Linked DNA regions of Sus scrofa: region 1 is linked to region 2. Evidence: chromatin contacts called from public Hi-C data. All regions are on one chromosome and are shown on one strand. The core of a region is the stretch at or near the end of the contact, and the rest is flanking DNA. Distances in the headings are between cores, read along the strand shown. Region 1 holds the start of NUDT18 (8-oxo-dGDP phosphatase NUDT18). Region 2 holds the start of XPO7 (exportin-7).

The links. Hi-C and Micro-C count contacts between places; a contact is called where the count stands out from the background.
Region 1: a contact with region 2 is called in a Hi-C map of heart right ventricle, with 3 times the contacts expected there. The contact joins the promoter of NUDT18 here to the promoter of XPO7 in region 2. A contact is called at or near these places in 2 of 47 Hi-C or Micro-C datasets (embryonic fibroblasts and heart right ventricle) and 1 of 2 datasets of contacts at active chromatin or transcription factors (alveolar macrophages).

The regions. Positions count from the first base shown.
Region 1 is chr14:6,380,321-6,383,020 of Sscrofa11.1, reverse strand. NUDT18 (8-oxo-dGDP phosphatase NUDT18) reads left to right here and starts at 1,309. Exons shown (of 3, transcript XM_001927480.4): 1 at 1,309-1,625; 2 at 2,547-2,700. The coding sequence starts at 1,464.
Region 2 is chr14:6,186,674-6,189,373 of Sscrofa11.1, reverse strand. XPO7 (exportin-7) reads right to left here and starts at 1,334. Exons shown (of 28, transcript XM_021073572.1): 1 at 1,222-1,334. The coding sequence starts at 1,239.

The sequences.
Region 1 (2,700 bases), core at 60-2,559, 190 kb before region 2:
CATCTAGTTCATGGCAGCTCTCTAGGCACATCTTGTGAAAGTGGGTCTTTGTGTGGTAGCAACAAGTGCTGTGGCCAGAAGGTTGGTGGGCTGCCTGTTGATGGTGACCCACACTTCGCAGTCTACCGGGCTCCTCTCACGACGTCTCACCTTCCCGACAGCCCTGGGAAGGAAGAGCTGTCAGGAGCTTACTGTACAGATGAGGGAACAGGCCCACAACTTACTCAGGGCACAGATCAGCCAGGGAGCAGTGGCTGGGCATCCAGCTCCAAGTCCAATGCTTTGTCTGCTCCACCAAGCAACTGTCACCCCAAAAGGGATGTGCCCAAAGCCAGCAGAAGGGAAATGGGAGATCTCACTGGGGCTGAGCAGCTCAGAAATGGCTGGTTTCAGTTTCATGCCAGCTGGCCCTGCCTCCCTGTCCTGAGAGGAGGTTAAAGACGCTCTGAGGAGGCAAGGTCAGGCCAGGGGAGAGGCAGGAGCTCCCCAAAAAACAACCCGCACCTGGCTGTCAATGGACCAGGCCCTGTGAAAGTGTTAGGGGTGTGTGTGTGCAACAATGACAAAAGGCAGAACCCCGCCCCTGGCGGGAGAGGGCCCTGAAACTGATGATTGGGAAATGTGGCCGCCGGAGGCGAGGGACCAGGGACACTGCTGAGGGCTGATCCCAGGCCCTTTCTCTGCATCAAATCCTCGCCTCCCAGCCTCCCACCGCCAGGCACACCTTGACCTTCCCAGCTCTGCTCCCTCCCTCCTCTGAGCGCCTGTAGCAATTCCTGCCCAAACCAGTCATTTAGCACTTGGCTTATTAAGTCCATTGACTTTCCATTATATAGCTATGGCCACCTCTCCAGCTGGATCGGAATCTCCTCCAAGGCAGGAGCTCTCGTCCTCCTTGCCCCGTGACATTCTAAGCGAAGAAAGGTTATTTGGGCAGTGTCATTTCAGGTAATGCAGTGGTATGTTTATGACAAAAGCTAGCCAGTGGGTCCAAGCCGTGGGCGGACCCGGTGACAGCATCGGGCTTGTGACGTCACCGTCGCTGGCGGCTGCGGCGCTCCGCAGCCTGCGGGCAGGGTGACGTCACCGTCGGAACCCGTTCAGACAAGTGCGCGCGGGAGGAATTAGCGAGGCTGGCGGCGGGAGACGCCGGGGAGAAAGGAGGGAGCCACCGAGCGTCAGAAGCCTGCCGGGGGCCGCAGAGCGGGGGCGCGGCGCCCAGCCCCTTATGGACTGGCTCCGCCTCACAGTGACGAACACGCTCTAGCCAATCCTAGCCGGCCGCGGTGACGCGTAGCCTATCAGCGGCCAGGGCCTGCCGGGTGCTTCCGCGTTCGCGAGCGCTCTCCGCCCGAGCCCGCAGGGGGAGGGGTTGGGGGCGACGAGTCCCTTGGTCACCCACGTCCACCCTACCCTTCTCGGCGGGTCTTCGGGGCCCTCCCCATCGCCTTTTAGGGGACCCGATGGCCTCGGAAGGCCTTGCGGGGGCGCTGGCGGCCGTTCTGGGGGGCCGGGGTCTGCGGGTACAGAGCTGCGATTCGAAACCGGCCGGGGAGCCGCTGGCGCCCGTGCGGCTGCGGAAGAATGTCTGCTACGTGGTGCTGGCCGTGTTCCTCAACGAGCAGGTGAGCGTCCGCCGGTCGGGCCCACCGCCCGGACCTCCGGAGCGCGCAGCCAGCCCCGGTGGGGACCGAGGACCTACCGGCAGCAGCCACCGCTTCCTGGTGTGTGGCTCTTCCCAGTTTTGCAAAGCACTCTTACACTTATATCTGAGCCTGGTGCGGCCGAGCCCTGCAATTGTCACGAAGTACAGAGGAGGAAACTGAGGCCCAGGAGCCGTCTGTCTCATCCCACTAGGCCTCAGTTTCTTGAGGAGAGGGCTGTCTCTTCCTCCTCTTTTCCCCAGAATCTAGCAAAGTGCCCGCCGCGACGTGGTTTTTTTTTTAAAAGATCTGTCCAGTTCTTCAGAGATTCCCCCCTTGGGTCCCATGGGCAGTAACTGCACAACCTGCGCTTACACTCTGACCTTCTGACTTCCTGTGTGATGCTCATTTTGGTGTAGATCCCTGCATAAGTGGCTTGTAAAAAGAGCTAGAAGGCGTCAGGGCCATAGGTAGGAGTTCAATGGGGCCATGGTTTGGGGTGTGTTTCAAAGCTGACAGCCCAGTGTGAAGACTGGCCACAAGCAGTTTATAAACCACGAGGGAGGTGGGAGAGATCATTGACTGGTGCAGACAGAAATCATGGCGGGGCACATGGTAACAACCCTCGCTGTGAGGCCTGTTCTCTGGCCCCTGAAGCAGCTCACAGGAATCTCAGCCCCCTTCTGAAATGGAAACTTGAATACAAAGTGGGATGAATTGCAGAGACAGCTGCAATCTACCAACACACAAGGGCCAGGCCCCTGGGGAGCTCAGCAATTTCAGGGTGTCCACTAGCAGCTGTACCTGAGCTTTGATCTCGGCAAGTGAAGGTTGCTGGCTGTCCCACTCCCCTGGAGCTCCCAGCCCAGCTGTGGTGGCTAAGAATCCTCTCTCTCCCCTCAGGATGAGGTGCTACTCGTCCAGGAAGCCAAGAAAGAGTGCCGTGGGTCGTGGTACCTACCCGCGGGGAGGATGGAGCCTGGGGAGACCATCGTGGAGGCGCTGCAGCGGGAGGTGAAGGAGGAGGCTGGGCTGCACTGTGAGCCTCTGACACTGC
Region 2 (2,700 bases), core at 85-2,584:
TACAATTTTTTGATATAATTCCCGTCCTGATAACTTGTACCCCTTGCTCCAAAGATTTACTCTCCTGATCCCTGGCCCGAGAATTTATTTAGCCCCTTCCCAACCAAAGAAACTGATACAAGTCACTCCACTACAGGTTCTTATAGACATAATGTTGGGAATAAGATCATCCTTTTCACGTGAGGAATGTTAACTACATAGTATGCAAAATAAGGCGACACTTGTTATTCTACTTTTTACTTCCCCCAACAGAAAACATGTACGATTACCTTGAAAATCCGAAGGTTTCAGACAATATCTGTAATAATAACTGTCATAAAAATATCAGAGGAAAAACTTTATCGAGTTTGCAAGAAATAACCCTGACCCCTCCAGCTACTATTCGGTTCAGTATGGGCTGTCTCTTCCTAAGGCCTGTGCCATATCTTTGAAGAAAAGTGGCCTGGGCCCAAAGCACGCCCGGGGCAGCTCCGGAGTCAAATCAGGACCCTCCGGAGCAACGTCGGCACCCAACGTTGCATCTCTCGCTTCAGACACACCCCCTCCACCCCGCGTTTCGGAGGAGGTGTGGGCACTCAACTCCTTCACCGGGGATAGGGGGACCGGAGGGAGGGCGGGCCCGGGCCTGAGCACCCATTTTGGAGGATTGGGGCGCTCGGCCCTGTAGGCTTATACGATCAGGAGTGGGGTGAAGGGCGCATCTGTGGGAGGAGGAAGGAGGCCGCAGGGGGGGGTCTCCAGTATTTGGGGGCGTGAAGAGGAAGGCGGCGGGAAAGACTCGGTAGGTTTATCAGCGTGAGGTATTCTTTTTGTTATTTGTTTAGGGCTGGCGGGTGTGACGGGGAAGTCCCCCTCCGGAAAGAGTGGGCAAAGGGTCTCCCTCCCTTCCCGGTCTTGGGGGGTACTGAGGACTTGCGGGAGGCCTCCCTCCAACAGAAAGACAGTCGCTGATAAGCGATGTAGGCTGTGCCCGCCGGGGCGCCGATTCCTACACCTCCAGCCCCGCGCAAGAAGCATGGGACCGGGTGGGAGGGGATGGAGGAGGCCCCCGGCCCGGGAGGCGGGAAAGGCCCCAGAGCTCCGGGACGGGCGGCGGCTCCAGAGCCCCGAGTGGCGGCGGCGCGGGTCGGGCGAGTCCCGAGCCTTCCCGAGCCCCTTGGGCCCCGTGCGCTCCCACTCCCCACTCTCCGCGGCCGCCCCCTCCCCCGTGGCTCCTCTCACCTGCACATGATCCGCCATTTTGCTCCATTCATGCTCCTCTCCGGCCCCCCTCCCCCCCAGCGCGCACCTCGGCCGGGCCGCCGCCGCCGCCGCCGTCGCCGCTGCGCCTGCGCGCTGGGGGCTTGTCGCGCTGCGCTCGCGGCGTAGCGCCGCCCGGCTGCGCAGGCCCGGGCGGCCGGGGCCGCGGTTGGAGAATGCGCAGCGCCGTTGGGACGGCGTAAAGGCGCCGCAACGTCAGCGGCCCGGAGACGCGGGGGGCGGGTAGAGGAAGGAGCGGACCCGGGGGCGCGAGGGGAGGGGGCCGGGGGGAACAAAGCTTTGTTTACATGGTTTTTAAAGGGGCCGTGCTCGCTCCGGCTGGCGGGCAAGCGCTGCCCCGGGAGTTGGAGATGCCTTCGCTCATCAGCTTGGAGAGGGCTCCTCAAGGGGCTGGGACCTGTCCCCGCCCAGACCCCTGCACCTGGCGGATTCCTGTCTTCCCGAGTGTCCTCGAACGTGCCCCCGAACGCCCCTCTCCCTCTGCCGCCGCGCCTCTGCTGTAACACCACACACCGGGGGGGTCTTCCGGTGCGCTCGCCACCTAACCCCCCACTATTTAGGACGCCTGCGTTATTCTTCGCTTTTCACTGCCTTCGGCGGCCGAAATTGTGTCTTTCTAGCTTTCCGCTCCAGTGGACAGGGGCCATTGCTCTCTGATCCTGGGTTTTACCAGCAACCCGAATCGTGATCTCCTTGTTTTCATTTCTGTCCTTTTTTTGCGGTAAACATTCATGGAAATAGCCACCAAATAGTGGCGATGTTCATGGAAACATGCAGAAGACATGGTTCTAATCTTCCCTAATAGATTGTTATCTTAACCAGTAGGCTGCCTGCTGAGAGGGGTCGGAAGCTGGGGGAGGTGATAGGGGGAGACCTAAAGGGGTTTTAGGACCCTTGGGCTCAGTCTGAGTGTGAAAGCCATCCCCTTGGGTCAGATCAGGTCAGGCCCTGCCTGCTGAGGCTAATTCCAGTCTTCCCACTAGGAATGATCTGTATCAGATAATGCCGGTTCCTGTTTTCCACTGGATTCCCCTCCGACTTCCAGTCAAGGCCCCCAATTAGATTTTAGCTGGATTCTGAAAAGTATTGGCTGTTTGAAGTTTGTATGGACTAGGAGCCACCACGGGCGACGGAAATGATGATAGTAGTGAATGACATACACTTTCCGTTGTGGATCGAGGGGACGGGTACTCAGCATTCACTTCAATCTTCCTCCTCCTCCGAGTGTGTCTTCCTGATTTAGAGGTAGAACACCTAAAAACTACATTACCCAGATTTCCTTGCAGCTAGGGTTCTGTATGCAAGTTAGGCTCTGCCAATAGAAGACTTGAGGCAGAGCTTTTTTGACTGTTGTTCCTGGCAAGCCTAGACCCTGAGATGTAGGATTTTTCTGGTTTTGTTTTCCAGCAACTTTTGAGTGTCCTGTTCTTAGCTCCCTGA